2 separate regions of the Hordeum vulgare genome follow, and region 2 is linked to region 1. The links are chromatin contacts, called in public Hi-C maps. All regions are on one chromosome and are shown on one strand. The core of a region is the stretch at or near the end of the contact, and the rest is flanking DNA. Distances in the headings are between cores, read along the strand shown.

Evidence for each region. A called contact is a pair of places that touch in the nucleus more often than the background predicts.
Region 2: a contact with region 1 is called in a Hi-C map of leaf, with 2.9 times the contacts expected there. The contact joins the promoter of LOC123444473 here to the promoter of LOC123444471 in region 1. A contact is called at or near these places in 3 of 6 Hi-C or Micro-C datasets (leaf and seedling) and 1 of 1 datasets of contacts at active chromatin or transcription factors (embryo).

What each region holds. Positions count from the first base shown.
Region 1 is chr3H:497,308,592-497,313,787 of MorexV3_pseudomolecules_assembly, forward strand. LOC123444471 (protein TSS-like) reads right to left here and starts at 3,203. Exons shown (of 26, transcript XM_045121187.1): 1 at 3,048-3,203; 2 at 1,210-1,312; 3 at 1,045-1,106; 4 at 859-951; 5 at 697-769; 6 at 1-57. The coding sequence starts at 1,270.
Region 2 is chr3H:497,489,348-497,494,543 of MorexV3_pseudomolecules_assembly, forward strand. LOC123444473 (50S ribosomal protein L33-like) reads right to left here and starts at 2,062. Exons shown (of 2, transcript XM_045121191.1): 1 at 1,944-2,062; 2 at 1,252-1,833. The coding sequence starts at 1,813. The coding sequence ends at 1,637. It overlaps LOC123444474 (triacylglycerol lipase SDP1-like), which reads right to left. Exons shown (of 5, transcript XM_045121193.1): 5 at 4,164-5,196. The coding sequence ends at 4,379.

The sequences.
Region 1 (5,196 bases), core at 1,953-4,452:
CAACGATGTCCAGCAGCCGTCGTACGTGCACCAACGCGCTACCCTCATCGTACTCCCCTGCATTGTGAATTTTTGGAGTTTATAAGATTAGGGTTTACAGATGATTTATCTCTAGACATTATAGAAGAGAATTTAATAGCAATAATAAGATATATGGAAATCAAAGACAAAATAATGCAAATGAAGGTGATGTCAGGTGTATAGGTGTGCAAAGGTACGATTTGCAGAACACACGTCTAGAAACAATGGGTTTAGCCAATCTAAGGGTATCCCTAATCCATCCCCAAAAGTTAACTTCAAAAAACCCGCTCTTAAAATCTAACTGCCAAAATATCATGCGTTTTTCGATGCTGCATTCTAATCGAACCCCAATAATAAAATGCATTAAAATTTAAGTTGTATAACATATATTTAGCCATCATCTATGTTACATACATCTACTGTTTGCTGACTCTTACAGCAAATATTATAGCAAACAACCCTAACAATGATAAAATTTACTCTTGCACGTGGCTAGGGTATTGGGGAGGGCATTGTGGCAGCGGTGGAAGCCAAAATGTTAGAAGAGGGGGGTTGTTTTGGGAATGGATTAGATAAACTTAAGTAAAAAGGGTTTGGGGGAATTAGAAATTTCTTTGGGTTCAATTAAAGATGCCTTGAGAAAATAAATCCTTATTTTGCAGATATAAGATGTACCTTCTACCAGGGTGAGAGTATATGGCTTCAGTGTCACAACATCAGCGCCATCCTTCAAGTGGCCATCACGAGTCTACCGACAAATGAAATCATATAACAGGATTGAATTAAAATGATGTTTGCTACGGTAGTATGAAGAGAAAAAGAAAACGTTATAAATACCTCATGCGAGAGGGAATAGTTTGTGATTGCACATGTGGTGGTGTTGACGCAGAGCAGCCTCCTCACATCGATGATCTTGTCCGTGGAAATCCCCTGCGCCAAGCAAAGAAGGAATACTTGTTGCTGAAATCACGCATCAAGGAAAACAAACAGTGCAGAAAGAACTGTGGCAGCAAGAAGCTAAACCTTGAGAATGACATCGGACTGATCTGGGAGGTTGACGGTGATGTCAATGGCCACAGGGAGCACTGGTAATTCATCGAAGAATTCGCAAATGATCAGCTCAAGAGAGCAACTATCTTCTCTGACCATTGCAAGCAAAAGCCAATCAAGGTATCATGGCAACAATACCTTTCTCATCTTTCTTCTTCTTCTCGCCCTTGGTCTTGCCACGCTTGCTCTTGGGCGCCATGCGCGCGCCAAACGGCGAGCAAGCTCAGCGGAAGATTCCCACCTAGACCATATGGTCAAAAGGAAAATTAAAGATCAGTTGGATTCACAACCGCTACCTAAACATGTGGCACACGTTAGAAGGAACAGAATAGAAGAGAGTGATGGTGGTTGCAGGGGTAGGGCTAGAAAACTGAAGTTAGGACAAAACAGGGAGCTGTCCTTGACATGTGTATATACACAGTATTTAGACGTGAAAGAGACATAGTTACACCCCACAACACAGGATTGACCAGAAAAAGATGTACCAAAGGTAAGAATGAAGTGCAAGCAACAACGGTTGCATTAACGCCATAACGTCAATTCAAGTCAACATTTTTTTTACCTCCTGTGATTCCAAATGAGATAATTGTGTGTAATGATATATAGATGGTACAACTGACCGAAATCCAAAAAAAAAAAAAAATCAAGCGGCCAGCTACAAAGGAAAAGGTATAAAGTATATTATAGAAGAACCAATGGACTAAGTTACATCTGATCCATTATGAAGAAGAAAAATCACTTCGACATAAAATCTGCGCAAATGATGGATAGAAAGAAGACGACTACAGAAGCGTGCAAAGCAGTAGGGGACTGAAATTCAAACCATGTCTGCACCGATGGGCATGGGAACAGACTCAAGAAGTCAAGAGGCTAATTTACCATGACACGGGCAGAAATGCTAAAAATTCTGGATTCCGCATAACTAGTTCACAATAAGAGAGAGATGTTCTGGGAATTGGAAATATACACGACCATTGAAAGGATATCCAATTTCCAATGGGCACAATTTAAGAGAGCTTAGCTGAGAAGCAGCATTCGCTGTTCCATGCCCACACTGCACAACGAGGGAGGCACGGACAATGTTATGCGCTGAGCATATCGAAACACAGAAGGAACCAGGGATATCGATTAAGCGCACGCTAAAACAAAAATCGCCAAGAAAAGGCCACACAGCTGTGAATTCATGCAAACACACACACTCATACAAAGACATATGAAACCAAATACAGTAATAAATAGCAGCTCCAAGAATTTACTAATGGCCTGGCGCTCTGCTGCTCTTGACAGTCTACCGGCAAGGATGAACTGACGGCCCCAGGAGGCAAAATGGAAAGTCAATTTCCCAAGCAATCGGCTAAGGTAAGGAGAGAGGCAGCTGGGATGGGGTGGGTGCACTGGCTACAAGCTAAGCATTACTGGGATGGAACGGAGTGCAGGAGCAGAAGGTGTAGCAGCAACAGCCAACAGCAGTAGGGAGCAGAGGAGCCTAAGAGAGGGAGGGAAAGATAACGAAAGGGGTTGGGGGCGTGGGTTGATAAGGGTGGAACGGTGGAGATTTAAGATAGGGTCCTCATCGGCCCGGTCCGGTTCTCTATTTTTTCGAAATGAAAATGCCGGTCCGGTTCTCTGGAAAATCGTCGTGCTGAGGAGCCGTGACGGAGCGACGCGTTACAGTTTTGTTCGGGGGCTAGACAATAGCCGCCGGACTCAACGGAGTTCATGCTCTGTGGTTCAGTACATGGAGGAAGATTTTCTTCGGCGGAGGGCCAAATTAGCGGGAGAGGATGGGGAGGGCGGGATCTCCGGCCTCGAGTTCGCGCTCAAGCGCCGCCCCCAAGCTCCTCGGGCCTCCTCCTATGCCCGTGCCCCCGTTCCGCGCCGCCACGGCTCGCCATCTCCAACCCCAAGCGATGCAGAGAAACGGGATCGAGAGAGGAGACCGGAGGGAAATGAGAGAGGAGAAGGAAGGGCACCACCTCGACGCCGTGCACGAGCTTTTCCTCGCGCCACCAGCCAGCCATCACCCTGCTGCCGAGGACGAGGTGGAGGCCGACCGCATCCCCGACCCCGAAATGGCCACCAGCGAGGCGGCGGCCTGCGCATCCCGCGCGTGGGGCGCGGACAGCTCCTGGGCATCGTCACTTCCCGCCGTTTCCCCGACTCCTCCTTCCCGCCGGTCCCTCGACTCCCCCGCCTCCTCGCCGCTGCTGTTTTTTTTTTTCCTTTTTCTTTTTGAGGCGATGCGTGGAGGAAGAAGAGGAATGGATTTGGAGGCAAACCCTATTTAGCGCCACCGGTGTAGATTACATGCAAATTTTGCTAACCGACGCCTGCAGCACTTTATAATAGGCCGGTCCATTTAGAAATCCGGTCTGTACTTTAGTTCATGGACTATTTTTTAAATTGATGATTTTTTAAAAAAATCAATGAACGTAATTTAAAATTCGTGAACTTTTTTCAAAATTTATGAACTATTTTTTTTAAAACTGATGATCTTTTTTTGAAAATTTATGATTTTTTTTAATCCTTTGAATTTTTTGAAAATCAATGAACATATTTTCAAAATCGGTGAACATATTTTCTTAATCATTGAACTTTTTCGCAAATCTGAATTTTTTGAAATTCTATGTTTTTTTATTTTTTAATGACCAAGGCATTCTATATGGACTGGTCCACGAGGAGGAGCGCTGCAGGCTCGGGTTTCCCTAACCGACGCTGAAGGCGTCACATAGGAGGTCCCAAATTTGAAACACTATTAAAACAACACGTTCAGAATATCAGAGCACAAAAGGTTGCTTCATGGTCATGGGCTTTCAGCCGGACCAGCTGTCATGACGTTCATAAGAGCAATTAGTTGACGAGTGCTTCTTCAAGAGCCTCCCAACAATCATTTTCAGACGTCGTCATTTTGCGCGTTCTCAACCGTCGTCACGTGTCACGTTTAAACGTTTATTTATTTTCTTTTTATTTAACTTTTTCACACGTGTTTTCGATGTCTTATAGTCGACGTTTACATGACACCATTAAGAGAAGTAACAACATTCGTATCATCAAAATATCAAACGAATACCAACTTTATATGATTACTTATGACAAGACTTCTCCCATGTCCTGGGAAACAATAATTACTACTCACACATCATCAACATGTTCAAGATCGGAGGTGTAACAATAATAATTAAGGATCTCAACATAATAGCTTCCACCAAGTAATTCAACAAGCATCAACTACAAGATGTAATCAATACAACTAGTAACCCACATGTACCAATTTGAGGTTTTGAGACATGTATTGAATACAAGAGATGAACTAGGGTTGGAGATGAGATGGTCCTAGTGAATATGTTGATGAAGATTGGTCCTCCCACGAAGGAGGGAGCGTTGGTGATGACGATGGCTTTGATTTCCCCCTCCCAGAGAGAAGTTTCCCCGACAGAATCTCTCTGCCGGAGAGTGTCGTCGTCTTCTCACGAAAGATGCGATGGGGTGGCTAATCATACGTGGTTGGGACCGTAAGAACGCCAGCAGGCTCCGGAAACAGGATTGGGGACCAGCGGTGCGAGACACGCGATGTACCCACGTTTCGGGCCCTCTGTGGGAGGTAACACCCCTAATCCTGCTTGTGTTGGTTGATAAACCGGATGGGGCTACCGTATGCTCCTTGAGTTGTATGATGGAGGAGGAAGAAGGAGCTGGGAGCTCTCTTTGCCTCTCTTGTGTGGTGTGAGTGTGTGATCAGCCGACCCCTTGCATGGGGCACTACCAATGGGTTTTATATGACAACCCCGTGGCTTACAATAAGTATAAAGGGTACCGGGCGGGACCCACTGGAAGCCTCTCGAGCCGACCAAAGGGCCCACTGGTTGGAGAAGTCTTGTCGCAAGTAGGGGCCCACCGGCTGTTGGGTCCCATTAGGAGTTGGGGCCCGCCTGCGAGATGTCGCCATTGGTGAGTGCTTGTTACGCAGCGGCTGATACGTCTCCATCGTATCTACTTTTCCAAACTCTTTTGCCCTTGTTTTGGTCTCTAATTTGCATGATTTGAATGGAACTAACCCGGACTGACATTGTTTTTAGCATAATTGCCATGGTGTTGTTTTTGCGCAGAAATAGAAGTTCTCGGAAT
Region 2 (5,196 bases), core at 812-3,311, 180 kb after region 1:
TTGCAAGGCCTCTTCCGGCATGATTTGACCCAATTATCTCCCATCCTAAGAAGGTCTAAAGCTTTGCCTGTTACTTGATGGTATCAAGGAGGATGAATGGAAGGGTGAAATGGTTCCATAAGACACGCCGACCTCAAATGGTCTAAGAGCATCTCTTGTAGTACCCTCAAATTCTCAAAGTAGTTTAAGGGTTGAAAATTGGTATTTTTTGACACTTTTAAGGGTTGAAAAACAGGAACAAAGACTAGAACCCTCAGACCCAACCCTTATAACGGAATATTCCTGCGGGTCAGCGAGGAGAGCTCGGGGCGGCCTCTTGCTGCGGGAGGCGGAGGGCGCGGGGGGCGACGGAGGCGGCCGGGGAGGTCGAGGCGGGCGGCGGCTGGGGAGGTCGAGGCGGGCGGGAGGCGAAGACGGCGGCTGGGGAGGCCGAGGCGGGCGGCGGCGGAGGAGGTCGAGGAGGAGGAGGCGACGGGGAAGGTCGAGGCAGGGGGCGGCTCGGAAGGTGGAGGGGAGGCCGCGACAGCCGGAGAGGCGGCCGCCGGTGATCGGGTGGGCGCGGGAGGGAACTGTTCCCTCCCGCGCTAGGATGGATCGAAGTGAGGATTGGGGTTATTTTCGCTTTCCAACCCTCGCCTTTACAGGTTGGGAGAAAGTTTAAGGGTTGGATCCTTAATTTTTTTTTTAAGGGTTTGAGGATTAAGGGGTTCTAGTCTACGCGTTGTTTGCTCGCATGCTGTAAAAAAAACAGTTATTTTTAAGGATCTAAGGGTACTACGCTCTAACTACCAACAGGCATAGGGAGTGAGTAAAGGCATTGCCTATTTCTGGATTCTTTGGGCACAGTGAGTCCAGTACAGTATCTGCTCTGATGAGAGATGGTGTCGATTTGACACATGACCTATTTCCGTTTTTGCCGTGTCTTTTGTTTGAATGCTGAGCATTGTTGCTGCGATGTCTCTGTCTTTGCATAGCCGTATGCTGCCACTAGAATCAGGTGGACAAGAACATGGCCCCTGGTTCCCCGAGCCTGCACCGTCCTGTTGTCCACTCGCCCCACTCGCCCATGTTCCTCTGATCAATGAATTTACAAAATCCATCTGATCTAATCACGGAGAAATTTATCTGAATGCTAGGGCAACCTACTAACATGGCGAAGTTTACTGACCAGCTCATATAACCGCCGAGCAAAGCGCTAGCTTCACACGGAATTTGTATGAATGAAGATGCTGCGCGCATTCATCAGTACGCTACAACCTCAAATCAGGTGGCCGACCACCACTTCCATTTTTAGTTTCCACAAATGCCAAATAGTCACCGACGTTCTGTTGGACCAAGAAAGCAAGTTACACAGACAGGCGAAATGTCAAATCCGTCTAGACGATGCCAGGGAGGGAGAGAACACGGCAACAGTACAGCAACAGGGACCTGGACCAGTAGCTTCATGGATGGGGATGCAATGGACTTGGATCAGCAGCAGGAAGGAACAGATGAGCTCAGCACATCGACAGTACAGGCAAAAGGAAAAAAAAACAATACGAGCAAGAACAGATGAAGCTCCTCTCTGAGGTTCGTTACAGTACTCGACGGCGTTATTCCATCTTCCGGCGAAGGCCTTGCGCGCGCGCGCGGGGGGTCACTTCATCTTGGCCTCCGTGAAGAGGACGTGCTTGTTGACGCGGGGGTCGTACTTCCTGAACTCGAGCTTCTCCGTGATCCGGCGAGGGTTCTTGCGCTTCACGTAGAAGAACCCCGTGCCGGCGGCCGACACGAGCCTGATGAAGATGGACGCCCGCTTCGCCTTCCCGCCCATCCCTGCCGGCGAAGGTAAAGCTGGAGACGACCGAATCAGATCAGCGCGGAGGTCATTGTGTTGCAGGGCAGGAACCACCCGTTTTGGGGATTAAAGCGAGGGAGAAGATCGGGGGAGAGGAGCGGCTTACGAGGTGGCGGGATTCGACGACGAGGAGGGGCTCACCGGATCGTCGCCTCCCTTTCCCGGTTCTTGGGGCGGCGCGGCGGCTAGGGTTCTGCCGAATAAGCAGGAAATGTTGGTGGGGAGTGCGGTGTGCGAAGGGGGAGGCTATACCTTCCGTGGGCTGGGCTGGGCTGGGCTGTGGCGACTGATCTTATTGTGCGGCGTACTTTTGGGCTTCCAGCTTGAATAGCAAACGAGTTGGCCCTCTTGCAGCAATGCAACACGCCACGCAGACAAAATTCTTCTAAAAAACACGGTCATTTTTTTTAAAAGACAGTTTCATCCGAGATTAAAAAGAAAGTAAAAAAACCGAGATAAAAAAATACCGCTCAAAAGACTGAGATAATCTTTGCCTTTCTTGCTTCATGTTATAAAATGGGGCAGGGGAAACCCCTTTTATTCAAAAAAAAAAAAGACTGAGATAAAAAGACAAGACCGTAGTCAAGATTGCAACTTTTTTTTCTTACTATGTTTCCTCAATGGAAATATTTTGTTTTTGCCACTCTTGCTTTTGCCCAGTTTCCTTATGCCACTCTAGATTTTAACATTTCACTTTTGACATACTTAACTTTTGACAGTTATCACACTTTTCATTCTATGACATAAACAAAAATTATGAAGTGGCAATTGTGATACATCATCAAAATTTAAGATTGAAAAAATTGAAATAAAATTATCTTGTTTATGCCATGGAATGACAAATGTGATAATTCTCAAAAGCTAACAGTGACAAAACTGAAATTTCAAAATCTAGAGTGCCATAAGGAAAATTGGCAAAAACTATAGTAAAAAAGAAATCCCCTTCCTTAATTCCCCCGCCTCTAGCAGTCTCTTTAGCACGGGAAGGTTACTATAACAGATCAAGTCTAGTGTATTGTTTTCATATTATTATTTTTTGCATCAGATGTGTGTTTTCGTGGAGACTGTGCCACACATAACTGAAATTTTAGATCATATTCCATCTTGATGTGTTTTTCAAGGTCTATGCAGCTAACATCATGGAACCCACGGATAGAGAAATTCATAGACCTAGGTAGGATAGGCAAATTGTTAAAGCGAATAGAAATGATGATAGAGATCATACCGAGAAAGAGGATAATTCGGTACGGCTACAACTCTTATTTGAACGAAGTGCAAAAAATGCAATTTTTTTTGTCTAATGGAACAAACACTAATACCTTAGTTGAGTCAGTAAAGATAGGTCTTCTTTCTCTATTCGGGAGCAAAGCTGAAAAGGCTGGAGTTACACTAAAATGGAAACTTTAGAAGTAACAATACAAACAGTACAAAGCGTCTCTCACGTCCATTCTTTTATTAAAGATTTTTCCATCATACATTGGATCCGCAGCTTGTGAACCGGCTTTTTGAAGGGGCGGAGACACCAACCTCGAAGGATAGGGACCTCCTTTTCAAAATATATGTCATTTCACCCGAAATAGAGAGCTTTCGTTTTCTGAAATTACAAGCTTGGATATGGTGATAAGCTTGTCACCATATCGAAGGAGAGTTAATATATATCTGAACATGCTACGCACACAGATATACCTCTTGCAATGGATTGCTTGGTCCTCAGTAGATCGACGGAAAGCCTTGGATTATTCTAACAGATCGCTAACTCCAAATTCAATAGATGGTCATCCCATGTTTTAGCCGGGAGTTCATTTGTGCTTTTGGTTTTCTCCTTCGATATGGTGATAAGCTTGCATTGCAAAAGGTACGTTCAACGATATTAACTTATCACCTATTGAAATGGACATCTCACATAATCTTTTTTAAAACCTTCAAGATTAATCTAGCTTATGTTTTGTCTCTCATAGTTATACAAAAATCATGGTGAAATGTTGAGATGTCGGGCTTGAAAGGAGGTTAATTCAATTGTTAGTTCATATGTTGGATCTTTAGTTCTTTACCATTTGTTTTATTCCAATTTGATTGGTCTGATGTTTATACTTTGTTTAGTTAATACTCTCTCAGATTCATAATGTAGTGCATATTTTAATTTTTGTAAGTCAAACATGTCTACATTTGACCAAGTTTATAGGATTATTTTAGGGAGCGCCATAGTCCGGACAGAGGCGTGGCCTGAGCAGCTGCAGTCAAAGAGAATGAATTTTCATCAATTTCAGAAACAGAGGAACTCAGGCATATATGCCAGTTCGAAACGAGATTCATTCTTAGTGCTTCATTAGGGGGTTCGAAACGAGATTCATTCTTAGTGCTTCATTAGGGGGTTGACTGTCCGACAACTGAATTACAACACCTACATATAGACACAATTCAGTTTGATCGTGACACGAGTTTAAATTGCACACATAGCATGGATCAGATCAAGCTGAATTGTTCAAACTACCAAGTCCCAACACAGAAAAACATTAGGTCGGTCAACAGGCAAGTTCTATGCTAGTCAGCTTCACTTCTTCCAGATGTCATACTCTCAGCTCCGCCACTGGAAGTAGTGACCGGTTTCTCGTTCGAAATAAGGCTCACATGTCTATCATCTTCTGAAAATGAAACAGTACAGGAGTTCACAGATCCCATATCCACTTGATGCTGCTGTCCAATTTCTGATGTCTGAGACCAATAGGAAGATTCTTTACTGGCAGGAACTGAGTCAACTTCAGCATTCCCAGCAGCAGAATTCTCATCAGGGCATTCTGTCTTTACAGTCTCCAGTCTTATGTCTGAAGAAGGCTCGTCAGGCCGACTATTTTCTGTGGTCATGGTTGCTGGAGGAATCTCCACACAGATATCAAAGAGAGATGGAGCTTCTGATCGAGTAGTACTTGCTTCAGCTTGACAGTCCATGGAAGCGGACGAATCTAGATTTCCTGCAACTGAAGATCTCTGATCTCCACGATCAGATAGCGCTTCATCATTGGCATTCAGTTCCACGTTGTCGTCGTCATCCGAAGCACCATAAAGGCACTCGGTCGGTACAGTTTCCACATCTGCCTCATGTGAAGATCCATGAGGTTCAACTCCGCTAGTAGACGCTAGGAGAGTATCCCTTCGGACAACATTGAATAAAATACCATTCTCAATCTTTTCAGGCTGCAGCAAGTCACCTTCAGGGACCATGATACTCGCGGAAAGACCAAATGGAGACCTAGGAACAGGAGTATCATGAGGATCGGAACCTGTATTGCCTGAGGTCCTACCAGGAGTAACAGGCCTTGGATGATTATCAACTGGCTCTCTACCAATTGGGTGACCAGCAA